Linked DNA regions of Mus musculus: region 1 is linked to region 2. Evidence: chromatin contacts called from public HiChIP or PLAC-seq data. All regions are on one chromosome and are shown on one strand. Each heading gives the region's core, a stretch centred on a gene start, on an enhancer-like site or on the middle of the called end of the contact. The rest is flanking DNA. Distances are from core to core; before and after follow the strand shown. Region 1 has its middle 6.8 kb from the start of Gm3596. Region 2 overlaps Rad51b (RAD51 paralog B).

Region 1 (5,872 bases), core at 1,406-3,905, 110 kb after region 2:
AAGGGGAGGCGGAGCTTAAGACAGGGGGTGTCTCAGGGTAGGAGGAGAAGGAAGATGGCTACAGACGTGAACCTGTGTGGCGTTAACCAGCCACAAGTAGTTGTGGTATCATGAGGTTTGATTAATTGGGATAAAGCTTTTATCATTATCAATTGGCTCTGAAATTATTGAATTGGCATCTTGTAAATTGTGATATTATTGATACATAAATCTGATTGGTTAATTAAGCTTTAAGAGTCTTGATTTTACCAGGTTACTGGGTGCTGTGATATGCAACCACGGGGTTGGCGGTTCCATTTGGTTACTAGAATGTAGGATAGAGCCGATGGTGGAGAGGGAGCCAGCAGTTCCAGGGACAAGCGAGCCAGATGCTGCTGGGGTTAGATGGAGAAGCTGACATCAGTGGCAGGAGAACGGGAGTTTGGTCCGGCCCTGGGGAGAGTTGGTGGGTTCCTTTTTTATTATTTTCCACAACAGTTTCTGGCTGAGATTCAGAAGCTCCAGGATGCAGGGCCAGCTGGAGACCCACTCTCTGGTGCAAGGATTCCTGCTCTTGTTAATTGACAGTGAACTAAAAGCCAGCTTTTGCCATGAGAATGATAGAACCAAGTGGAGGTCCAGGGATGTTGTCGTGGGGTGAAGAACACTTTCTGTGGATGTTTTAGTCTTAATCAACCTGGACATTTTGCAAGGCTGGCGATGTGCTCATTTGAAGATTGATCCTCCCAAAAGATGTGTTTTATCTTGACCCTATAACTTGTAAATGTGACCTTATTTGGATAAAGGGTCTTTGTAATTGTAATCAAGTTAGGATTCTTGCAATCTTGAGGCCACATGTCTCTGATGAAGTGCAAGTGTCCTTTTAAGAGACACACAAAGAAGAGGAGGAAGCTCAGCCCCAGAGGCAGACAAAGTTATGTAGTGCTTAGTTTGGGGACAAGTCTGGGGACACTTGGAACCTCTGGGACTATGTGAGACAAGAAAAGAGTCTCTCATACCTCCGGAGGAAACACAACCCTACAGACATCTCAATTTTAGACTTCTTTCCAAAAGTGTGAAAGAATATTTGTCTACTGAGTGAGAAATGATGTTGTTTGTGCCAATGTGTCACTGAAGTCCTAAGAAACCAGCCCACTGTGTCTGACCTGAGAGGTGACATGGCCAGAGAGGAAAAAAAAAATCAGGTTATGTTCAGATCTGTCCCTGAGTTTTCTACTGGTGTCCCAGGTAGACATTCCTAACCTTTGTGCTGTGGGGTCTGCCTCCACCTATATGCCCCCCATTCCCACCCGGAGTTTGTTTCTTACATCAGAGTAGGGCTTACTGTTCTCTGAGGTTGCTATTCAGCAGGGAGGAGGACGACCAGTCAGACCTGCATAGCGTTTGAAAGGATGGTAATGATAATGGTCACATTATAGAATCCTTAGCGTGTGCTAGGTACATCACAGACGTTATCTCATGCAGTTCTGAGTGAGAAGAGTCCTCTGAGGTTTCTAGTATTGCCGATGTGTAAACTGAGGCCATGAGATGTCAGGTCGCCTAGTCAAGATCACTTGGTGACCTTCAACCCAGGTCTTCCCGTGTTCAATTTGTAGCATTATAAAAGGCTCAAGCCCCAAAGAATGGTGGGCCAACATCCCACAGTGACTAGCTGCCGGATAGGAACTGTTTTCCTTAGTTTCTGAATCTTGGCAGCAAAGGCACTAGAGTTTCCCCTTGGCAGGGAGGATTTTGCATATGGACTGAATGAAATTAAGAATGCCGAGATGGGAGGCTGAGGTGATAGCTCAGTGGGTAATAGCACTTGCTCTGCAAGCATGAGGACCTGAGTTTAGATCACCAACAGCCATGTTAAAAGCCACATATACCTCTCACTCCAGGACTAGGGATGGTCAGAGACAGGAAGATCATTGGCTTGCTAGCCATTAGTCTGGCCAAAACGCTGCAAACTCCAGGGTCAACAAGAGACTGACTCACAGTAATAAGGCAGAGAGCACCATAGTAGGAGAACTGACTTCCTCCTGTGCCCTCTACATATTCATGAAGTCTGCACATACACCTGTACACACATGTGTACCTACTTGCATGCGTATACCCCCCACTATACAAATAAATGAATCAGTGCTGAGATGAGATGGCCTGATCAGATGCTGCAAAACATCTACTTTCACAGGGAGCAACTGGAACTGGCTAACTTCCTCATCGCCGCAAGGCTCGGAGGTCCTTTCTCTTTTCCCAGGCATCTGGGGAAAAGGATGAATTCTCTAGGCAAGTGACCTCCCTGGTGTGAGAAATTTTTGTGTTCACTGCTGTGTCTGCCCCCTGCTTTTCCAACAACAGAGGACAAGTGTCTACAAAGCTGTCACGCAGTGACAGGAGCAGAGAGGAGGACCTGGGCTGGTCTGGGCACACTGACACTCTTTGGAGTCTCTTCTTTGCAGGTTTGCACTCTGGTGGGCACATCTTCAGAGTCTTGGGAGACGGCTCAGGTCTCCTTGCTATGGCTGAGGCTGGGGCGAGGCCAACATTGCAGCTTCTCTCCACTCCAGGGAGACAAATGCAGCCTGCCAGAATTTCCTCCCACACAGACCTCTGTAGGAGATAAAGGCAGAGAGGGAACTGCCACGGGACAGCCACATGATAAATTCCCTTGGGCCTCCTCCTGTGTTCATTGTTCTGCCCTGGTTGTTTTGAGTACAGTCAAAAGGAAGAGCCCTGTGCTATCAGACTGAGGAAGGAGGATGCTCTCCTATTGCCCTTGGCCACCCTCATTTTAAATGTGAGGAAACCAAAGGGCAATGTGCAGCCTAACCCCACCTGCCCCAGAGGAGCAGTCAGCCAGCCTTCCAGGGAAGCCGCAACCCCTCTCCAGACCAACAGCAGCACACTGGTGGCTCAGCCCTTGTCCTTTGACTCAACCCTGGGGACTGACAGATGAAACTGTTTGGGGTAGGAGCTAGAAATAGATTTTGGAGGGGCCCCATTACTTGTTGTTCATGCCCCAGGGCTGAGAACTGAACCTGTAAGGCCACAACTGTTAGGAAGGGACATCCTGCCTAACACTGGCTGGCTGCCTGCTTCTCAACTCAGAGCAGCTCAAGTTCCTGGGAACTGTAGTCAACTTTAGGGATCTGGGCTGTGTCCCAGGTTCAAGTTCAAGCATGGAGAACAGGATGCCGCCTCAGCCACCATGGCTGGATTTCTTCGAGGAAGTAGAGCAGAAAGCCTTGGCTTTCCTTAAGCTGTGTGCTCCCGAGGACACAAGTGCCAAATGGAGTGTTCTTCTTGAATTGCAGACTCAAGCAGATGTCCACCCTGTTCAAGGCTCGGGCTCTGACTGGACAGGTGTCTGGCTGCCATGGCCCGGGTCACCTTTGTCTGAGCTAGAAGGCCATGTCTGAGCCATCAAAGGGGTCTCAATGGGAGAAGACAGACATCAATGTGCTTCCTCAACCAGAAAGGTGATTTCAATTTGGCTGGAGCAGCCCAACCAAACAAGCAGGATCCTGTCGACTGAAAGATAGGGCTGCTGGAAGATCACACAGCAACAAAAAATGGGAACCATTATCAGACTTGTCCCAGCCCGGAGGGGCAGGGCCTTTGAAGCCACAGACAGGCTGAACAGAACTTTCTACCTGGGAGATGTTGGAGATGGGAGGTCAGGCTGCACCAGCCCACACCCCCATCACTCCCCCCCCCCCCAAAAAAAAACCCTGATCAAAGCCTGCTGCAGAAAGGAGGGGCATACAGCTGCAACCAGCTCCCCCCTCACGGGGCCGCCCAGGGCCTTCTGAAAGCAAGTGGACTGCTTTTGCAGGGGCCTGTGGGAAAACCCAACACAGATACAGTGTACAGCAGAGCCCCGGAGCACTGCTGCGAGAAGGAAAATAAACCCCTCAGTGGTCCTGAAAAGAAAGGCAGGAATCAAAGCACAGAAAGTGCAGCGACCACCCACCTGATGCGCGCCTACCTTTCGGAAACAAATAACTCCTGGCTTCCAGGGCCTGTTTCAAAGAACAAACAGACTGAACACTTGGCCTCAAAGCTTTGTGCACTGGGGGATTTGTGGGATGCCGAGGCCCCTCCTAAGCATCCAAGGCTTGAATTGAAGCAGTGCCTATTCAAGGGCTTCCTTGCATGTGCTCTGTGCTCCTCCCTGGGAACCTGAAAGGCAAGAACTCTCAGGAAGGGAAGGGGTCCTATGTAGATACTGCTAACTCAGTTCCTCAGACTAGATGGTTGCCTATCTATCTGCTGGGAAACGTTCTAGCTGTATTGTCTAGGCTGGTTTGGGGTAATGAGACCATCTGTGAGCAGGCCATATATTGGTTAGTTGTAAGGATCTTGTCCCCTCAGGCTCTGTGAGAGCCTCTGTACCCCCTGCTTAGGCTTGCCCCTCCTCCTCCTGCCTGAAGCCTCCCTTCTTCTTCGTGGAGCCTGCAGTTTGATCTTTTTCTGAAGTGGGCACAACAAAGCAAAGCCACTTTCAACGGACTTTCTCCTGCTCAAAAGAATACAAGAGCTCTTTGCTTTCTCACTCTTGGGACTGGGCTTGAAGGGAGGGTAGAATGGGGATATGACTTGGGGGCCCTGGAATTGCTACATGGAGGAGGAGAAGGCACTGGGAGTGATGGGCTGAGTATTTGGGAGAAACTGAGATGAGAACAGCCTAGACTCAACCAAGTGGTGGTATTGCTATCAAAATGGGTTCGAGGCTAGACAGAGGGCTTCCAGGAGGAGGAGCAAAAGGGTCTTTTCACCCCTATTCCTCTGCGCCAGATGGTAAAGAGAGAGCAGCCAGAAACCACCGCTACTCGCTAAATTTGGCTCTTTATGTCACTTGACCTGGTGAGGTGAGTGAGGTCATCTTCCTTTTACAACAGGTGACAGAACATTTGAGGTGACAAGATTCTCCAGCAACACACGTGGCACTATAGACTGAGCTCAAGCAGCGTGACAAAATCAAGTGTCACCAATGGGAGTGACTTATCACACCCAGGCCTCTTCTTCCACAGGGTGGGGGAGGTGGGTTGTTCTTTGCATGTGGTGGGGGTAGACCTTTCAGGACTATCAAGGTTCTAGAAAGAAATTCTCTAAGACAGCAAATGAAATTGTGCCCTAAGGTAGAAATAGGTCTATTTTGAAATGAATACCCAGTAAAATTTATGCAGACCCCCCAAAAGGAAGACAGAGGAGGTGGAGCAATATAAAAGCCAGGGTAGGTAGATAGTAAAATGCCACACAGCCTTGCCTTTTATCCAGGAAGTGGAAAGCCTTCATAGGCTCTAATTACATCTTCATCCCGGCCCTTCTGAAGTCTCTGGGCCACGTTAACAATACCCCTGATTTTAGGCATGGACACATTCCAGTACCAAAAGCTTTGGCAATTCTCCTCAAGGCAGGCAGAATCCAGAGCTGGACCTGGAAGCACAGCCTTGTTCTGCACATCCATTTGGATGCTATCTCCAGCATAGGAGACCAAAGTCTTTGGTTGAGACATTTCAGGACATGGGGTGTCAGAAGACACCCACATGAATGTGGGCAGAAGTGAGCAATTATCTTCGCATGTTGACTGCACACAGTATATGTGCCCACGTGTGTATTCTTTAACTTGGGCATGTTCCTCTGTGTGCTTTCTCACACCAGTGCTGAGGCCCAGGTTGGGTCCCTCATTTTACATAAAGCTACACTGGACAACAAGATCCTCTGCTGATGGAAGCCAGAGGAACCTGGCCGCTGTCCATCATATGACCCTGGGATGTGGAGGCTAAGGCTGCTACAGAGATGGAAAAGGGAACTGAAACACTATTTTGCTAGTTTCTGGTTTGATTTCAATTATGTCATTTCCTGCTGGGAGCTAGGGAGGGAGGAG
Region 2 (5,434 bases), core at 1,339-3,838:
TTGTGCCTGTATCTGATGAGCCTAGGCTGGCATGAATCCGAGACAATGAAATAATCACACCCATTAGCTCACCAGGGCCTTATTAAGATGTGGCCTGGCTTTCCATCCATTCCTCCTTCTTGGAAAAACTGACATAGTCATAGTGTGTAAAGGTTAGTGGAGATGAAGCTGCTTTAGCAACCAAGAGCTAGTTAATACTCTGTACTTAAAAGCCCACCGAGCTGTGGCTGATAACAGGAAGTTGCACTTCAAGAAACAGGATTCGAGGGTCTTTTCCCTGCCTGTCCCCCTTCTTTAAAAAAAAAAAAAGTTTTATTATGAAGCACTAACCAGCCTCAAACTTGCACAATGCTTCGGTCTCTGTCTGGAGAGGGCTGAAAGGCAAATCAGAACCCTGTCTAGTTCAAGGGTGTTCTGTGATCTGTGCATGTATGATAGTAATACTGAATGCCCCCCTGCCCACACCCTCCAGTGCCCCACTAGAGCAGTGCTTTCCAAACTTCCACATTTCTTTGCAGACCACCACACACACACACACACACACACACACACACACACACTTGGAAGGTTTGAGTCTGGCAAACAAACTGTAATAATTAAACAATGGTTTTGTTTTCTCATTGATAACTCAGGTCATTGTGCCTTTATCTCTCTCCATAGTGCTTTCGTGGGGACATCTTCCCAGACCTCAGGTATAGCCCTGGATGTGACCCACAGTTACATGTCCAGAATACCGTCCACTTCACCACAGAAGCCCTTTCACAGTCCCTTGTGTGCCTGCCATTATAAAGACTGGTCTGTCTCACTCCTGACTGTTTTTCTACTCCTTGTGTCTTTGCTTGGCATATATAACTGGCACTTAGTAAACATTTGTCGAATGACTTAAGGCATTAGGTAACTGAAACACAAGAGAATTGTGGGCCTTATATTGGCTTGGAGAGTCTTAATCTATAAATCTGGTAGGGTTTCTGAAGTGTTGACACTGGCTTAAGTGAAAGTCACCAAGTTGAAAATAAAAGATTAACGTTGGGGGAGGAGGTTGTGAGATGATGCTTCCAACACATTGGCAAGGTTCTGATTCTTAATATAGAGGGATCCTGGCTACTCCTGAACTAAAGAGACAGAAACCTGCTCATTTCATATATATCCACTGCAGAGCTATTGGAGAAACCTACGGAGTTTTACAAACTGTAAGGGTATTGTTATTTTATGGTTGTTCACCTAAAAGCCTCGGTAACACCTGTTTTCCCTGGTCATAATTTTGGAGATACTCGAAGCCATCCTGCCTCTGGTTTTGTTTCATGAACCTACCTTAACCCTTAAACTACGAAGAGCACAATATTTTGTTGAGCACCTACTTTGTACTTTGTGTTCTAGGTTATAAGTTGAATACCTGGAGTCTTTCACTAAGCTTCATGGGATCTTTACCAGTGGATCGATCGCATCATGTAAGAGAAGACTAGCATCATGTCCTAGTGTCAGGACAGTCTTTCAGACTTTCCTGATGACCTAATGTTCTCTGTTGGGGACATGCTGCAGAGAAGTACAGGAGATTTTTTTTTTTTTTGAAAAGCCAGAACACTTGCTAATACCTCAGACAGGGATGTACGTTGTATGATGCACTGCACGGCGCCCCAGCTTTCAGAGACCACCTCTTACCAGAAGTTTGCCAACCCCAGCTCTTAGAGAGATTCAGCCCAGCAGCCTCAGTCAGTCCTCTCATCCGACAGTAATCAAAAGTTGCTTGGTAAATCAGTGGGGCCGAAAACATTCTTGGCAGTTCAAACAGCCAGCGGTAAGAACAAGCTTTCTTTACTTGCAATGAGTTCATTATCCAAGGGCCAGAAGTGCTCAAAATCATTGATTGGCTAATTATAAGTAACTCAAGGGCCATAATGCTTCAGTCCCTCTGTGGGAATATTTATAAGTGCTCAAGTTCAGCTCAGATAAAAGAGAGGGATGCCACCCAAGAAAACTGCAGGAAAAAGCCTAGAATTAGATGGCATGGGATGTTGCCAGTCTGAAAGAGGAAGGATCAATATATCACTGAATTTTACAAACCAACCTTGGAAAACAGATTCCCTGTGTCCTTCCCAGCTTTAGGATGGGATGCAAAACTAGGGGCTTTCCCCCTTTACTCGCGGTAGTAAGTCTACCCTGTTTTCTTAGGAAGGGAAGCAGTTGCTTTAACACTCTGGCTAGATTCCCAACATGAACAGGGTGGCCCGATTAAAACAGGCCTGTGGATGCTTCTGCGTGAGGGAAGGGGTTAGCTGTAAAGCACCACGTGCTTGTGGGTGTTTAATGAATATGAGCTGATTAAATTGGCCACCCTGAATTATAACCTCATCCCTCTGGAGCTCCTCTCTGGCTCTTAGCTCAGGACCATGTTCATCAAACTTTCTGCCCAAACTTGCTAGGCAGAAATGCTTCCTCCTAAAGTTGCCTGTGTTTTCCACCCAACGTTTCTTTGTTTCAAAGATGCGCAGTAGAATGTGACCATGGGAGACCCTTCCCTTCGGATGCAGGCCCAGCTGCAGTGACGGCAGCCACACCCACAGCACTTCCCCTCAAACCTGCTGCCTCCATCTGTTTCCCCATCTCTGGACTAGTACAAAGCCAGTGTCTGTCTGGGACAGATAGTGAGCTGAGTAGCAGACAGAGGAGGCCTTGTCTAAAGAAGGAAAAACTACTGTTCTAGAAACCGGGCGACCTAGCTTTCTGGCTGGATTGTGCTAAGAGCCATCTGTGTGGTTAGGAGAGTCATTTGTTCCTTCACCCATAAAAGGCAAAGGCGAGACAAAAATCAATATTTCTCAAATTGTGGGCTCTGGGACTTGGGGTCTGCAAGTTCTATGAGATTTTTAAAATTTTTATACTCTTACCACCAAAGTTTTTTTTAATTATTATTATAAAGACAGTATAATTACAGTTGAAAGACACTGAAAAAAATAAATAAATAATAAGTTTCTTAAATTGGTGATTCTAAAACTTATGTAACATTTTCTGGAGGTTTCTCGGTATATTATGGGAATCTCAAATAGTTGTTTTTTTAAAAGGACTCCGTGAATCAATAGAATTTTCTATAAAGCAAAACATCTTCGTTTTAAGTTTTTTTTTTCTTCCCCCCACAGTACGCTTAACTCTCTCAATGCATGGGCTTCCTTTGTTTTTACAATCAAGATATTTGCTCCTTCGCCAAAACTTTCCATGAAACTGTAAAGAGTGTGTTTCTTACAAAGGCTGCTTTTCCCTTTAAGATTTGGAGCATTGGGCTGGGCTGATATAACTCAGTGGGAAAAGAACTTGCCACATAAGCATGAGGACCTGAGTTCAAACCTCTAGAGCCTGTGGAAATCTGGTACTGTAACCCTTGTCTGTAATCCTGGTGCTCCTACATGGACCTGGGAAACAAGAGCATCGCTGGGAACTCATGGGCCACTGAGCCTGGTATTTGAGACAGAGGAGAACAGAGACCCTGCCTTAAACAAGGAGGAAGACAAGGAAGGACGGATATTCAGCCCTCCGCTTGTACCATAACACACATGCAGCCTCATATACCTAAACACACACACACACACACACAGAGAGAGAGAGAGAGAGAGAGAGAGAGAGAGAGAGAGTGTCAAAGGTCAAAGGCTGGAGATATGGATCAGTGTTTAAGAACACTGGTTGCTTTGCTTTGCTAGAGGACACAGGTTCAGTTCTTAGTACCCACATGATAGCTAACAACCAATTAATATTGTATTTCTGAGGGATCAAATGCCTTCTTCCAGCCTCCTTATGTACTATATGCACATAATGCATAAACATACATGCAGAAAAAAAAAACACCCATGAAGATTTAAAAAGAATCAGAGCATCATAAGTCATTGTTAATCAACCTTATCAACTGAGACTACCTTTCTTTTATCTCTCAACCCTTATAAACCTAAGATTAAATTTAGTTGTGCATTTTAAATCATATTTTACAAAATGCATTTGTGCATACCATCCATCTATCTATTTATTTTGTGTGCACATGTGTGGGCAGGGTGCATATATGGAGCTCAGAGGACAACTTATAGGAGTTAGTCACCGAGTTCTATCATGTGGGTCTTGGGCATCAAACCCAGGTCCTCGGGCTTGGTGGCAAGAGCCTCTACTACTGAGGCATCTCACTGCCTTTATCCCTTTTGATTTTCAGTAGACATTGTCTGGTAGCATGATGTCCATTATAGAAAGGAGGATAATTTCACCATAAAAAATCACCTGGTGTTTCCTGATTCATTCTCTCCAGCAAAGCTTTCCTATTCTTGGAATGGCGAGAGAGTAGACGGGGTATCTGTTAGTCGTTCTACTGCGCTGATCCAGGGCTACTTGTTTCAGGAAATAGTAAATGGGGCTTCTCATTCAAGGATAGACTGGCACTGCCAGGTGTCAGTCACATGACATCAGTTTGGACTTAGTCTCAGCCCAGTTCCTGGTGTATACAGGTACTCTGTATTTATTGAATGTTGAGTAAGTAAATGAACGAGTGGATTTTAAAAAATCAATCCTAGGCTGGGCGTGGTGGCACACATCTTTAATCCCAGCACTCGGGAGGTAGAGGCAGGCAGATTTCTTAATTTTGAGGCCAGCCTGGGCTACAGAGTGAGTTCCAGGACAGCCAGGGCTATTCGGAGAAACCCTGTCTCGAAAAAACAAAACAAAACAACAACAACAAAATCAATCCTTCTACCTAGGGATGCATACCTCTGAAATCCTATCACTCAGGAGGCAAGGTCAGTAACACTGTCTCAAAACCCAAACCAACAAGATCTTTCTGACTAAGGTCTGTAAACTGGAGGTCATTTTTACCTCATGCACTTTTCCAAGTACTAAGTCAACAGGGTTCGCTGAGAGTCTTCCAAGTGCTTTGAGGGGAAACAAGGGAACTGATGAGAAATGGCGGACTGGCAGGCCAACATAGGAAATCCCCTTTCTGGCTCTCTCCAACTTTCTGTCCAGGGCTGATTTCCTAGGCTTCCAAGGTGATGTGGTAAATGGTATCCTTTTGCCGGGGGATCGAATGAAATTGTCACTCCCAGGGAGAGAGGAGAGGTATGACAGGGTGTGAAGAGTAAATAGAAGGCAGCCAGATCTACCCCGTGGGAAGCTGGGTCGGAGAGCGGAGGAGCTGGTGAGAAGACTGGCTCGGGCCAGAACATGTCTGCCTGTAAAGGAGAGAGGCTTCGTCTGCTTCTCACATAGTGTGGTTTGGCTACTTTCCCATTACTTCCCCGGAGAACTCTTAGTGACCAGAGACATCGTATTTTAATCAAGATGGTTCTTGCTGAACTGGTAAGCTAGGCTCCCATGGGTTTAGTGGAGTTATAGCAGGGTGAAGAGAGAGGCTGCTGTTCATAAATGGATCCACTCCCTCTCTTCCGCTGTTGGCGGCTGCTGCGGTGTC

The links. HiChIP or PLAC-seq counts read pairs in DNA pulled down with a chosen protein or histone mark.
Region 1: an H3K27ac HiChIP or PLAC-seq map of heart atrium shows a contact between it and region 2, with 5 read pairs. The contact joins two enhancer-like sites. A contact is called at or near these places in 1 of 39 promoter capture datasets (the 3T3-L1 cell line), 3 of 484 Hi-C or Micro-C datasets (the C2C12 cell line, cerebellum and nephron progenitors), 1 of 115 datasets of contacts at active chromatin or transcription factors (heart atrium) and 1 of 9 other capture datasets (embryonic stem cells).

What each region holds. Positions count from the first base shown.
Region 1 is chr12:79,835,741-79,841,612 of GRCm38.p6, forward strand. It overlaps a transcript of Rad51b not described here. Among named protein-coding and RNA genes, the nearest start is that of Gm3596, 6.8 kb to the left of the region's middle. Within about 2 kb of position 2,656, at least 103 of the 459 cell types and tissues checked have an H3K27ac peak or open chromatin away from gene starts, as enhancers often do. A contact at or near this core is called in heart atrium, where this site is marked.
Region 2 is chr12:79,730,308-79,735,741 of GRCm38.p6, forward strand. All of the region lies in intron 8 of Rad51b (RAD51 paralog B), which reads left to right. Among named protein-coding and RNA genes, the nearest start is that of Gm36048, 66 kb to the right of the region's middle. Within about 2 kb of position 2,589, at least 50 of the 459 cell types and tissues checked have an H3K27ac peak or open chromatin away from gene starts, as enhancers often do. A contact at or near this core is called in heart atrium, where this site is marked.